2 separate regions of the Mus musculus genome follow, and region 2 is linked to region 1. The links are chromatin contacts, called in public Hi-C maps. All regions are on one chromosome and are shown on one strand. The core of a region is the stretch at or near the end of the contact, and the rest is flanking DNA. Distances in the headings are between cores, read along the strand shown. Region 1 overlaps Cpq (carboxypeptidase Q). Region 2 overlaps Cpq (carboxypeptidase Q).

The links. A called contact is a pair of places that touch in the nucleus more often than the background predicts.
Region 2: a Hi-C map of the C2C12 cell line shows a contact between it and region 1, with 1.8 times the contacts expected there. The contact joins two enhancer-like sites. A contact is called at or near these places in 3 of 484 Hi-C or Micro-C datasets (the C2C12 cell line and uterus) and 1 of 115 datasets of contacts at active chromatin or transcription factors (fibro-adipogenic progenitors).

What each region holds. Positions count from the first base shown.
Region 1 is chr15:33,328,584-33,334,925 of GRCm38.p6, forward strand. All of the region lies in intron 4 of Cpq (carboxypeptidase Q), which reads left to right. Among named protein-coding and RNA genes, the nearest start is that of Cpq, 250 kb to the left of the region's middle. Within about 2 kb of position 1,923, at least 20 of the 459 cell types and tissues checked have an H3K27ac peak or open chromatin away from gene starts, as enhancers often do. A contact at or near this core is called in the C2C12 cell line, where this site is marked.
Region 2 is chr15:33,462,439-33,469,010 of GRCm38.p6, forward strand. Cpq (carboxypeptidase Q) reads left to right here. Exons shown (of 8, transcript NM_176073.4): 6 at 4,188-4,279. Among named protein-coding and RNA genes, the nearest start is that of 4930592A05Rik, 190 kb to the right of the region's middle. Within about 2 kb of position 4,058, at least 16 of the 459 cell types and tissues checked have an H3K27ac peak or open chromatin away from gene starts, as enhancers often do. A contact at or near this core is called in the C2C12 cell line, where this site is marked.

The DNA of each region.
Region 1 (6,342 bases), core at 673-3,172:
AGGAAGATCAAAACAGAATGGGTTATAAGGCACATATTCACAAGATTTGTAGCTATTTATTCTCAGGATTTATGTCTATTTGTACTCAGCTGGGCTAGTACTTTCCCACAGAGGCCAAGACTTTATGCCAGTAAGCACTTAAGGCAGTAAATGTTCAAACAAGTTTGCTCCCAACACTACAGGACAGGAATGCAGACCTTTCAAAGTGGGAATTGTCACTGCCCATGGTTTTATTACTAAGCTCTGTGGTTCTGTACTTGATGTATCAACTCCAGCCTTGTGTCTAGATCTGAGAATTGCTTGGGCGCAATGTTGTTCTCCTGTTTCCATTTCTTAGTTTTAGTATTCTGTACATACATCCTGGTGAATTGGAAGACAAGATGCCATATGGACTATCCTACATTTAACTCACATACCATTGATTGAGAAAGGTTTGAAAGATGCTGCTATGAAATGTCTTTCATTTATTTTTCCAGCAGTTATACCATAATGAATCCCAGGTGTGGCTATAGTCATATATGTGGAAATTGAGTGTTTTCTTAATGATCAGCCAAGCAGAAAATGAGTTCACAGATTTTGAACATTGTTATTGATAGTTCTCAAGCCTCTACCCTATTATGCCTATCTTTATTCTGTATTATTTCTTTAATTTTTAATCATCATTCTTTGATATATTACGTTATTGATAACAGAATTTTGTTAATTCTCTGCCTTGGGGTGTTCTAAATGTGAACAAGAATTTTCTGCTACAATTCATTTTTCAGTAGTAGTGATATTGCCTGAGATTGGCACATATCAGACACTGGTGAAAAGATGGAGACAATCAAGGACAGCAGCAGACTGAAACAAGTGAACTTAGGCATAGAGTTTACACTGCTTTAGAGTGACTGTCCCATCATGTCCTGATAAGACAGAAGCCTGCCTGAAGTGAGATGAAGAATCTGTAGGCAAATTTCAAGGCTGAGAAATTGTTTAGAAGTCTCGCATTATCAGAGACAAAAATATCCATGAAGAGGTTAAAGTCAGGAAGCAGATTTTCTTAAAAGCTAGTTGATATTTCTATTGCTAGTAGACAAACTCTATTACTATTGCCCTTTTGGCTACACACACTGATAACCTTCCACCATGAAATGGAAGAGAAGTTTTGCTTCATTTTGTATTACAATTAAGTAACCCTTATGCTCTTCAGGATGTCTGGCCTTTTGTCCATATTCTTGGAGAATTCTAGAATTTTCCTCCCCCCCACCTCTGCCCGACACCCAGTACCATCCTAGTGTGATTCCAGTGAATCTCCAGTGCCTTCCCAACTGCTCTTCTTGATGGTGAATATTACATCTTGGATTTCATGCTCTGCCACTTGTGATGACTGCTCATAATAAAGTCAAGATATGACCAGCAATTTTAAAAAGGTTGGAATCTTCCCAGGATGTACAATGTATCTTCAACAAAGGGACAGCTGTGATGAGAACGAGGGGGCCTTAATACCTCTTTTTCCATGGATATAAAACTTTGTTATGGTAAACTAACCCTGTGATATCATATAAACTGCTGGCATTCTCGATTGTTTTAATGGCCACTCCTTATTGCCTAATGCTAAGCATTACCATCTGTTCCATTCTTAATTATAAATGCAGCAGTAATTCACAATTACATCAGCAACAGTGGGAATAAAATGGATCTCGAGGCCTGTGCTTGCCACAAGGCAGCCCTCCTTTGATTCTTTACTTCCACTGGAGGCACTTGTTAAAGAGGAGAATTTCTTGTCCTTTTCTCAGTATACTACTATCTAAGGATCATGAACATTTCTCTTAGTGAGATGGAGAATTGTGACTATTTTCTGTCTTCAGAGCTAGGGAGTGTGGGCAGTTCTTTCTCACACTACTGGGAGCAAATGATGTGATCATCCTGCTGTTATTGGCCAGTGTTTTTGTGAAAAGAGAGATTGTTGTAATAGCCAAATGCAATGAGTCACATCAATCCCCCAGAGAAGGGATGGGAGTGGACATCTTAGGAGCTTTGGTCATTATCCTGCCTTGTCAATGGAAAATAAAGGAACATTTGTGGAGAGGGATCATGTAGAAATGGAAGACATAGTCACTTTAGATTACTTAGGCTTTTTTAAAGTGGAAAAGTTCATTAAGTTATAGGATTTATCAAATTACCACTCTTTCAAACTGTCTCTTTCAAAACACAATCACTCTCTTTCCCTTTTACAGTGCTTGATCAAGTTGCTCATGGCACTGGAAGTCAGCAGAACAGGGTAGCATATAGGACATGACTGAAAGATAAAGCAACAACAGTATCTATCATTTAATAACTGTGGTTGAGACATTTGTAGTTTTTACTGCATCATGTGTGTGGGATTGTGTACATGTGTGTTTTTATGTGTCTGTCTATATGTATGTATGTATGTATGTATGTATGTATGTATGTCTCTTTGTTCATGTGTTTGTGCACATACATGCCACAATGCACACTTGGAGGTCAGACACAGCTTACTGAACTCATTTTTCTTCTATGACCATGTGGACCCTACCAACAAAAATCAGGTCATCAGACTTGGTTGAATGACCTGCTGAACCATCTTGCTAAGTCACAAACTGTTTTAGGATAAGGTAACCAAAGCATTTTTGTTTGTTTGTTTGGTTGGTTGTTTGTTTGGTTGGTTTTTTGTTTGATTTTTTTTTAACTTATTTCAATATTTCTTTAATTTGTGTGAATTTAGTCTCTGTTTTTGTTGTTGTTGTTTTAAACTTATTTCAATATTTCTTTAATTTGCATACATTTAGTCCCCTGGGTAAGTAAAATAACAGAGCATGAGGCTGCAGGTTGGCAATGAGAAGAGTTAAAGAAACAAAACAGAATAAAACATATCAGACAATATCTACGGCTCTTCTGTCCACATGAGAATGAGTAGCTCATGAATGAAGAGACCTCCCTGTTTTGGTGCCAAAGTTCAGTTCCAAGCCAGTAAGGCTTAGGCTGGTGCATGTTCTTAGTGAAGATCCAAGAACTCAAAATTTGGCAAAAAGAGAGAAGCCTGAGTCTCTTTCTACCATTACCCTTCTCCATATGGGAAGCTTCTTCTGCATTCAGCTGGCCTCTAGGCTTCTATTCATTTCCAGTGTGCTTTGGTTATTCCTCATGATAGCAACATCACAGTGGCTTCCCTCACGTCTTGCCTCTCCTGTGTAAGGTCCTCTCCCCTGCTGTCAGGCTGTCACTGAGCTGCCTTCAACTATGATATAGTAAACAAGCTCCTGAAAACCAGTCCTTTTCAACAGTAAAACTAAATATTTCCATCTTGGAAGCCTTATGTAGGAAAGCACGTAAAAATGTTAAATGTAAGCATTAACATTCAGAGGTTTTCTCATGTGGCCTGCTACTATTTCCTTTGCCATTGCTTTTTGCAAAGTCTGTGGATACTTTATAGAACCCAGGCTTACAAAACAGCCCAGAAGCAGCCCTGTTCTGATGAGAGAAATATGGGCAAAAGAGTCAGCTAGCCCAGAGCATAAGTCCAGGTTTGACAGTGTGACTACTGGACATCAAATGTATTCTCCAAGTCACACTTGGCCTATCTAAGAAGTGACCATCACAGTACTCAGTGCTGGTGGACACTGTAAGGATTAATGCAGCTGCTGTCTGCACAGTCCTCAATGACAGAATGGCAAAGTGCCTAGCCTCACACCCCCAAAGCCATGAAGAATTTCTTTATGATGTTTTTTTCCCTCATTAGGAAGCTTTTGCTAGACGAATGTCATGCAGAAGTTCTTTAACAAATGACATAAATTTATTTTACTGAAAGAAGTAAGAAATGATATTTCTCCAGTTTTACCCACTACTTTATTTGAGGTTACTCTCTTCCTTACTCTTTCACTGTAGGCAAGGTGGCAGAGGCATTCTCTCTGTTCAGCATCTGCATTAGGGATATCTTGTATATGCTGAGTACATCTTTGTAAACATATTGTTTGTTTTAATCTAGGCTTTTTATGTCAAATGCGTCTCAAAGTTTCACTCTAATTATGATGGCTAAAAATACTTATTAAAAAGCACATTAAAAGATAAAGCTATTTTGAGCACTCAGGGCCACATAAACAGGTTATTACTTTTACATAATTGTATTAAATCAGGCATGAGCTGGCCAAACACATGCTTTTATATAGTTTCTTTAGAGCTTAATTCGAATAATACTAGCATAAATGGATGTGAATTCCTTTGCCAGTTCTTTAAAGGAAACAGTAGAGTCTGGCCTACCTCAAAGGAGTATTAAGTGAAACAACCTGGTTATAGTGCTGCAGGCTTTGGATCTTTAAATAGTCTCAGAGATCAAACCTCCATTTGCTTCTCAGAATGAGACCATATGTGCTCCCTTGAAATTGCTTACATCTTGAAGTGGGCTGAGCTGAGCTGCATGTGAGAGAGCAAGGCAGGGTGGGCACCTTCCTGTGGAGAGTGTGTGAAGGGGCTCCATCTTTACTCAGGGGAGGCCACCTGGCTGTTGGCTCTTCTGCTGTCTCCTGCTTCACCCTCCCTACTTCCCCTTCACATATGAATTCCTATGTACCAGAATGTTCTCTTCTTTTCGTAGAAATGAAGTTCGATGTTTATTAGAAAATAGAAAAATGACTTTGGGGCTGGGAAATGGTAGTGAGTAGCAGTCCTCTTTGTGAAGAGAAATCTCCATTAAATCCCTTAATTCTACTAAGCACACAGGCACATGGAGCAAAGCAACCAGGCAGCCACACGTAGCTCCAGATGAACCACACATATGGACCATTGTCTATGCTGCTAATGGAGCTGGCAGAACTTTTAAACATGGTAATAATACATATAACACCTTGATTTCAGCGCTGGCTTCTAAAACTTACTAATCTAATCACATTATCATTGTGACATTTTCATAAGAGCAAATATCTGTTGGGAACTCCATATGCTTCCCCAGCAAGAGATGGTGGCTATGCTTGTTCTTTTTTTTTTTTTTTCCATTTTTTATTAGGTATTTAGCTCATTTACATTTCCAATGCTATACCAAAAGTCCCCCATACCCACCCACCCCCGCTCCCCTACCCACCCACTCCCCCTTTTTGGCCCTGGCGTTCCCCTGTACTGGGGCATATAAAGTTTGCGTGTCCAATGGGCCTCTTTCCAGTGATGGCCGACTAGGCCATCTTTTGATACATATGCAGCTAGAGTCAAGAGCTCCGGGGTACTGGTTAGTTCATAATGTTGTTCCACCTATAGGGTTGCAGATCCCTTTAGCTCCTTGGGTTCTTTCTCTAGCTCCTCCATTGGGAGCCCTGTGATCCATCCATTAGCTGACTGTGAGCATCCACTTCTGTGTTTGCTAGGCCCTGGCATAGTCTCACAAGAGACAGCTACATCTGGGTCCTTTCGATAAAATCTTGCTAGTGTATGCAATGGTGTCAGCGTTTGGATGCTGATTATGGGGTGGATCCCTGGATATGGCAGTCTCTACATGGTCCATCCTTTCATCTCAGCTCCAAACTTTGTCTCTGTAACTCCTTCCATGGGTGTTTTGTTCCCAATTCTAAGGAGGGGCATAGTGTCCACACTTCAGTCTTCATTCTTCTTGAGTTTCATGTGTTTAGCAAATTGTATCTTATATCTTGGGTATCCTAGGTTTGGGGCTAATATCCACTTATCAGTGAGTACGTATTGTGTGAGTTTCTTTGTGAATGTGTTACCTCACTCAGGATGATGCCCTCCAGGTCCATCCATTTGGCTAGGAATTTCATAAATTCATTCTTTTTAATAGCTGAGTAGTACTCCATTGTGTAGATGTACCACATTTTCTGTATCCATTCCTCTGTTGAGGGGCATCTGGGTTCTTCCCAGCTTCTGGCTATGCTTGTTCTTAAGTGCCAGTGAAGTATAGAAAGTTTTGCTATCACCCTGACTTTGACTTTAAACAAAAGGACAAGACTTTGGTATAGGAAGAAGAAATTAAATAGATTGGGTTTTCCTCTCTTCAGGGTCTGAGTCCCTTCTACTCCAAGCCTCCCAGCTTTATTGGAATATATTTTCTAATCTCCTATCTGGCCAGTACTACAGGTGGGATTTCCAGATGAGAGGAAATTACTTGTGTTTTGTAAAAACCCTATTTTTAACCTTTTAACTTTTTCAGAAGTCCTCATCAGTTGAAGTGTTCGGGGTGGAAATAAAAAGAGTGATCTGGCTATTTATAAATTATTATTTCTAAGAGTCTAAATCCTGCTGAATGCAAAAAAATTACAAAGAAAAAAAGAGGCATTGAAGTCATTTCTTTTAGCCATGAATTTGCTATTTACATACCCAAGTGATTACCTTGAACACCACTAA
Region 2 (6,572 bases), core at 2,808-5,307, 140 kb after region 1:
ACTACATTAATGACTCCACTGGCCCTCTGATCAATTTGAAATACGAGAGAGACTACTCTTTTCTTTGTGATAATGACTTTCAATGGTGAATTCAATCTGCAGAGATCTTCAGAGCAATGGCTTTAAAAATGAATTTCTGTGCCCTGTACTATCTGTTTATTCTTTTAAATAAGTCCATCCTTTTAATAATTCAGGGTGCCATGTTGCTGTTAGGTGTAGAGAAGTTTAAATAAGTGTAGTTCTTCAGTTTCTGAAAGATTCAGGTAACATTATTAGAGAGGTAGAACAAAGGTAAGGTACAGAAGATAGTGAGAAAAGCTATGAATTACCATCCTTTAGATGGGGCACAGCCCTCAGAATCATAAAATTACAACAGCTGCAGTAACTTGCATTGGGCCTTCACAAGATCAGCCCTGTAATTAGCTAGTGTTGGATAGCAAGGGCACCACAGTGCCCTCTACGTTATTCATTACTAAGCTATTGGCTACTGACAGAGTCTGGGAGTGAAGCAGTCATCTTCCTCAGCTGTCTATTCACCAGTGAATCCATCAGGCTCCAGTGGATAGTTCCAAAGCCGTGATCACACATTTGGTCCTGATTTAATTCAGTTGGTCACAAAACAACAAAAAGACATAAAAGTGGGAGGAGATTTGTAGGGAAATTGTGTGGAAGGTAACAGGAGTCTTAGGGAAATAAGAGAAGGTGGGTGGAAATGAGAGTCATCCAAATGCATTAACAAGTGTGGAAAACTAGATTTTCTTTAAAGTATGCAACACTAGTATATATTACTCTTTCCTTTGCTGCACACACACACACACACACACACACACACACACACACACAAAGCTTATTTGACTTACATAATCTTCAAGCACATCTTTTTCTCTTTTCTTGTTTTTTGTTTTTTCCTTTCCTTTTTCTCTTTCTTTCTTTCTTTTTTGTATGGTTTTAGGCTTTTGGGTTTTGTTTTGTTTTTTTTTTTTTTCATGATAGGGTTTTTCTGTGTAGCTCTGGCTGTCCTGGAACTCTCTTTGTAGACTACAATGATTTCACACTTACAGAGATCCACCTGCCTCTGCCTCCCACGTGCTGAAATTAATGGTGTCACCACCATACCAGTCTACATCTTTTTCTTTAAGATTTATTTATTATTATCTTATGTGTATTTGTCAATGCTTGCATGTATGTTCATACACTACATATTTCTCTGGTACCCATGGAGGAAGAAGAGGACTTCAGATCTCTTTGGAATTGGAGTTCCAGTCTATTGTGAAAAAACCCAAGTCTTCTACAAAAGTAGCAATATTCTTAGCCACATAGCCATCTCTACAATACCATCAAGTATACTTTAAAAAAAATTGGACAAAGATCTTTAGAAATCCTGATTACATCACTTTCCTTGACAACTTTGTGAAGTTTATGCCATAGTTGACTGTTATAGTTGACTATGGAGCCAGTGTTGGGTGCTTCCTCTCTTCATTGCCAATTCCTTAAAGACCTTGGAAGGATTTCCTCTCTGAGTATGTAAGTGATTCTTTTCCTCTGGGTGTGTGTGAAAAGTATGTTTTGTCCTAGACAGTTATCATGTAGCTTTACAGTTCATTATTAATGTCAATTGCATGCCTCATACATCATTCTGGCCATCGAGAGGAAGAATTATAGCACAGATCTATAATATGATCTCTACTTGTCAAACAAGCAGGCTGGGTTCCACCAACTACTGAGTAGCTACACAGCTGTGAACCATCAAAGGTGGGATTTACTAGATATGACCCCCTTTCTCACATATAAAACCTTGAAATGAGCTTGAAGAAACATTCTAGGAAGACATGTAGCTGTAAAAGTAGCTTTGAATTTTATTTGAACTGTAATTCCAGTTCTAGGGGACTTGATCCCTCTTTTAGCCTCCTCAGTTCTAGGGAACCTAATGCATACATAGGTACAAGCAGAACATCCATAACCTTACCATATTTTTAAAAATTTGAGTATAAACTAGGACCAGTAAATATGGCTCACTGGTTAAAGGCATTTTTTGCTAAGCCTGGCACCTGAGTTAGATCCCAGGACCCAAATGGTAGGAAAAAAAAACACAATTTGTCCTCTGATCTCTACATGTTGGCCCTACCATACTTGTAGCTTAAAAAAAAGAAAAGATAACTTAAACTCTAAATCTTTGCCTTTCAGAAGCTAGTAGTATTGGAGGTTTGGGTCAGAAAAATAGTGTGGTCTGGCTTCACTTTTGCAAAGATCCTTCCAGCCACAATCATCTGAGGGAAGGAGAGGGCTGCAGCAGCAAGAGAGATAGGTGGCCGAAATGGTTCAGTCAGTCGAGGCTGGAACTTTGGACCAGAGACTAATGACCTGGGCTCTATATAGACTGTAAAGAAGTGTCAGCAGTATTTCCTGAGGAGGTACTTTGCTCAGGCTTTCCCAGGAACTCAGACTGCAGGCATCTGGGACCTGGGTTTTTTCACCTAATGTTTCCATGTGAAATGATGTCACAGCTATGCTCACCTCAAGGGAAGTAGAGCTCCTTACCTCAAGATTCTTATCATCAGGCTTCTGCAAGGAGAATGTGTCAGTGCCTGGAGCGGGCAGGATGGGCTTGATGGCTCAGGAGCATTTACTGCCCAAACTGTAGCTTGTGGAAAGCTGCAGGTATGTGGATATACCTGAGATTGGTAATATGGCTGCCTCAGAGCCACTGAAAAATCCACTGCGATCATCTCTAACACTTCACCTGCAGGAAGGTGGATGAATCATTAGAATAAGATTGAAGGCCACTTTTATATTCTCTGCTTTTGCTACTTACTAGCAATTATCAGGTTAAAAGCAGGAGAAATTTTAGCCCTTGGTAGCAAAGTGGCTCACTTAAAACATTGTTTTATCATACTTTCAAAATTGAGACAAAAGTTAATAGTTAATCTGCAGTTAATGATTCCTGGAGAGTCCTGGTAACCCCCCTCCAAAAAACAAGACTCTAGGTGTGACAAGTTTACCATTAGTTAAAAACTTGAGAATTGAAGTAAAAGGATCTCAGCTTAGAGTGGTGGCTGCATCCTTGCCAAACCATTATAAGTTGTGAGGAAAAATCCTAAGTCAGTGGTTCTCAACCGTTGTGACCCCTTTGCTGGGTCAAACCACCCTTTCACAGGGTTTGCCCAAGACCATTGGAAAACAGAGGTATTTAAATTACAATTTATAACAGGACCAAAATTACAGTTATGGGTAGCAATAAAAAGAACCATATGGTTGGGGGATGCCACATCACGAAGAACTATATTAAAGGGTTGCAGCATTAGGAAGGTAGAGAACCACTATCCTAAGTATGTTCAAGCACTTCACCTGTCAAGCATCCTGTGACAGCAACTTCACACAGTGGAGGGCATTGGTGGTTGTTCCTTGTAATCATGTGACCCACTAGGAACTGTGGTTTGTTCCTACTGCTGTCCAGTCATATGAGAAAGCATCATCCTGCTGGTCTCTGGCACAAGAAAAGACAAAACCTCAGAATCCAAACGTGGTTTTCTACTAAATAGCTACATATTTGGTTACAATGTAGAAATTAGTAAGTTGAGTCTGGGACTATCTATACTCATTATTTATTGCAAATCCATGAGGTGGTTGCCATGCTGCTAGTGAAGTAATGTGAAAAAATGGCAGGCTCCTTCAATTACATTTCATTGACCTTGTCAGAATGACTCTGTTTTCCAGTACATGGCCATGACTAACCACAGACCTTGCATCAGCCTCTTAGTTATTAAGTTCCTGTGGAGAGCGTGAGAACCTTGTCCATGGATTCATGCTAAGGTGATCCCTGCTCACTGTATCCTGAAGTACTGTTAAGGGATTTGGTTCCAACTGACAGCTCTGGGAGGCTTTAAGATCTTAGGCTCCTCCTGACATTGCCTTCTAGATTAGTATAATAAATACTTCACAGAACTTGACCACACACTAGGCCCTGAAAATAACATGGGTCATAACCACTTTCACTTTTACTTTGCCCTGGAGATTATTTCTGAAGCTGTACCCTTGTGCTGTCATCTGTACCCTGAAGCAGGTGTGCATGATAACACCAGCAAGAGACGGGTGCCTCTAATTCACTCTTATCGCCACAGTGCTGATGAGGTCTCCACCACTTTAAAAACATTCAAAACAAATTGACGTGCGTTTTATTATTTTCCCAGGGCTGCGTCCAAAGAGGACTCTGCGCCTGGTGCTCTGGACTGCAGAAGAACAAGGAGGAATTGGTGCCTCCCAGTATTATGAGCTACATAAGGTAAAACTATCCAACATCTGCTGAACACTAACATTTGTAATAGCAGCATAAACCAAAAGCATTGGTTTGAATTTGGGTTTTAAAATTCTCTATAATTGTCTAAGAATTTTTAGTCCTTTGTGGCCAACTAACTGGCCAATACCCAGTCCTGTCAGCAAGAATGTTCTGGTGAGATGAAGATGCTATGTGTGGCTAATGGCCCTTCTATTGTCTGATCATACTCATGGCCCTATAAAACTCTTAGCTGAGTCTTGCCATTTTCTTAAGAGTCTTAATAGTTCTGCTGTGCTCATATATGGCAGGAAGCTAGAGAACCATTGCCTCCCCACTGAGCCAAGCTCTCTCTCTGAAGTCCTGGGATTTGAGGCCCTGATACCTGGAGTCAACAAGCAGCATCAGCTTCGTGGTGTTAGGAGGGAGTCATTCACAGATCTCTGAACTGGGAACACAGAGGACTGCCTGGTCGGATATTAAACTTAGGAGTCGGTGCTTCCTGAAGCAAGAAGGCTACTGTGGAAGACCACAATTTTCTAATCTACAAACCTTCTTCAACACTGTAGATGGGGGGTTACTTCAGAGAGCAACTTTTAAAGAGTAAAGTGTATAGGGACAGGAAACCTTGAGAACAAGTTGAACATTAGCTCAAAGAGAAGCTATTTAACTGTCCCCAGGTAAACAGGGGAAGAAAGTATGTATATGCCTGCTGTGGAGGAGGAAGAGGAGGAGGAGGAGGAGCAAACTTCTTCTTCTTTTTTTTTTTTTTTTTTTTTTTTTTGGTTTTGGTTTTTTGAGACAGGGTTTCTCTGTATAGCTCTGGCTGTCCTGGAACTCACTTTGTAGACCAGGCTGGCCTGGAACTCAGAAATCCACCTGCCTCTGCCTCCCAAGTGCTAGGATTAAAGGCGTGCCCCACCACCTCCACCACCTGGCTAGGACCAAACTTCTATTTTCAGCACCTACATACTAACTTGTAATCTCCCTGACATCCAGCCCTAAGGATCTGATGCCCTCCCCTGACTTCTATGTGTACCAGACAAGCACAAGGATCACAAACATGTGTGCAGACAAAACACCATACACATAAAATAATGTAAAAATACATAAAAGTATGAATGTACAAGCAAATCATGAGTCCCAGGAGTGGGGATAAAACAGGTTATTCACAGTTTCAGAAGTGTAAACAGTTCACAAGTAACATCACAGTGAGGTCCTTTGTCATAGAACAATAACAAGAAGTGGAACTGAAAGAGGAGCCCCTCGCTCAGGCCTCAGGACAATAGCAGACACCCAGGAACTCACGATAAACCGAGCTTGTTGCAAACCACATGAGGCTTTATTCGGGGAAAGCCAGAGCTCTGGGGACAACTCATATCCCACGCAGGGATAGAGGAGTCGACCTCGAGGGGAAAGAGGTCCCAGTGTTTATAGGCCCTCAGGGGGGAAAGGAGAAGGGGGAGAGTAGGGGATTTCCAGATCTAAACAATGTCTATTCTCAAGAAATGGGTATGGGAGGGGTACAAGGAAAGAGTCTAATGAAGGTGCAGCAATGGGCACACACCTGGTCAGAACATTGGCAGACACACAGGTTCGAGGAGTAGCCAGAGCATTGTGCACCTCTATTTTTCTAAATCAGTGAAGCTAATTCTGCTAACGCTGACATCTATCTTGCCAATTTCAGGGCTTCTGTGACCTTTTACATTTTGTCAGGATTTTTCAGAACAACCCTTCCACATCAGTCTTTACGTGACAAAAGCTTATTCGTTACTCTTGTACCTTACAACAATAACTTTTACACTAGTTGTACTAGTAGTCTCTCTACAGAAGATATTTATGGGCCCACAGTCTTAGGATAAAAATTATAGTTTCACAGTATTCCCATGCAATAATCTCTGTACTGTTTTATAGGAAAAGAAAATTTTGTAATTTTTTTGTGGACTATATTCAACAGCAAGTATTTTGCATGGAGGTAGTGTATTATTATAAAGCTGCATCCGCAGTCTTCTTCTTGTTGGGTCAACTTTCACAGCACAGCTGGCTAAGCTTACATGGGACCAGCTGTGGAGAAAAACATGTAAAAAATTATTGTTTTTTTTTTCTCTCAATGTAACTCTATTTTCCATTTATAAAATCTAAGAAATATTTTAATGAACATGTTTAGTTAATCTTTATGGGAGTGAAAGTAATTCACTATATTTTCTTAGTAAATATGCCTTAATAATGTGCTTTTATTAATATATACAAATAAAATTAAGTGATAGGACAAAATTCATTGCCCAGACTGATTTTTAAAATT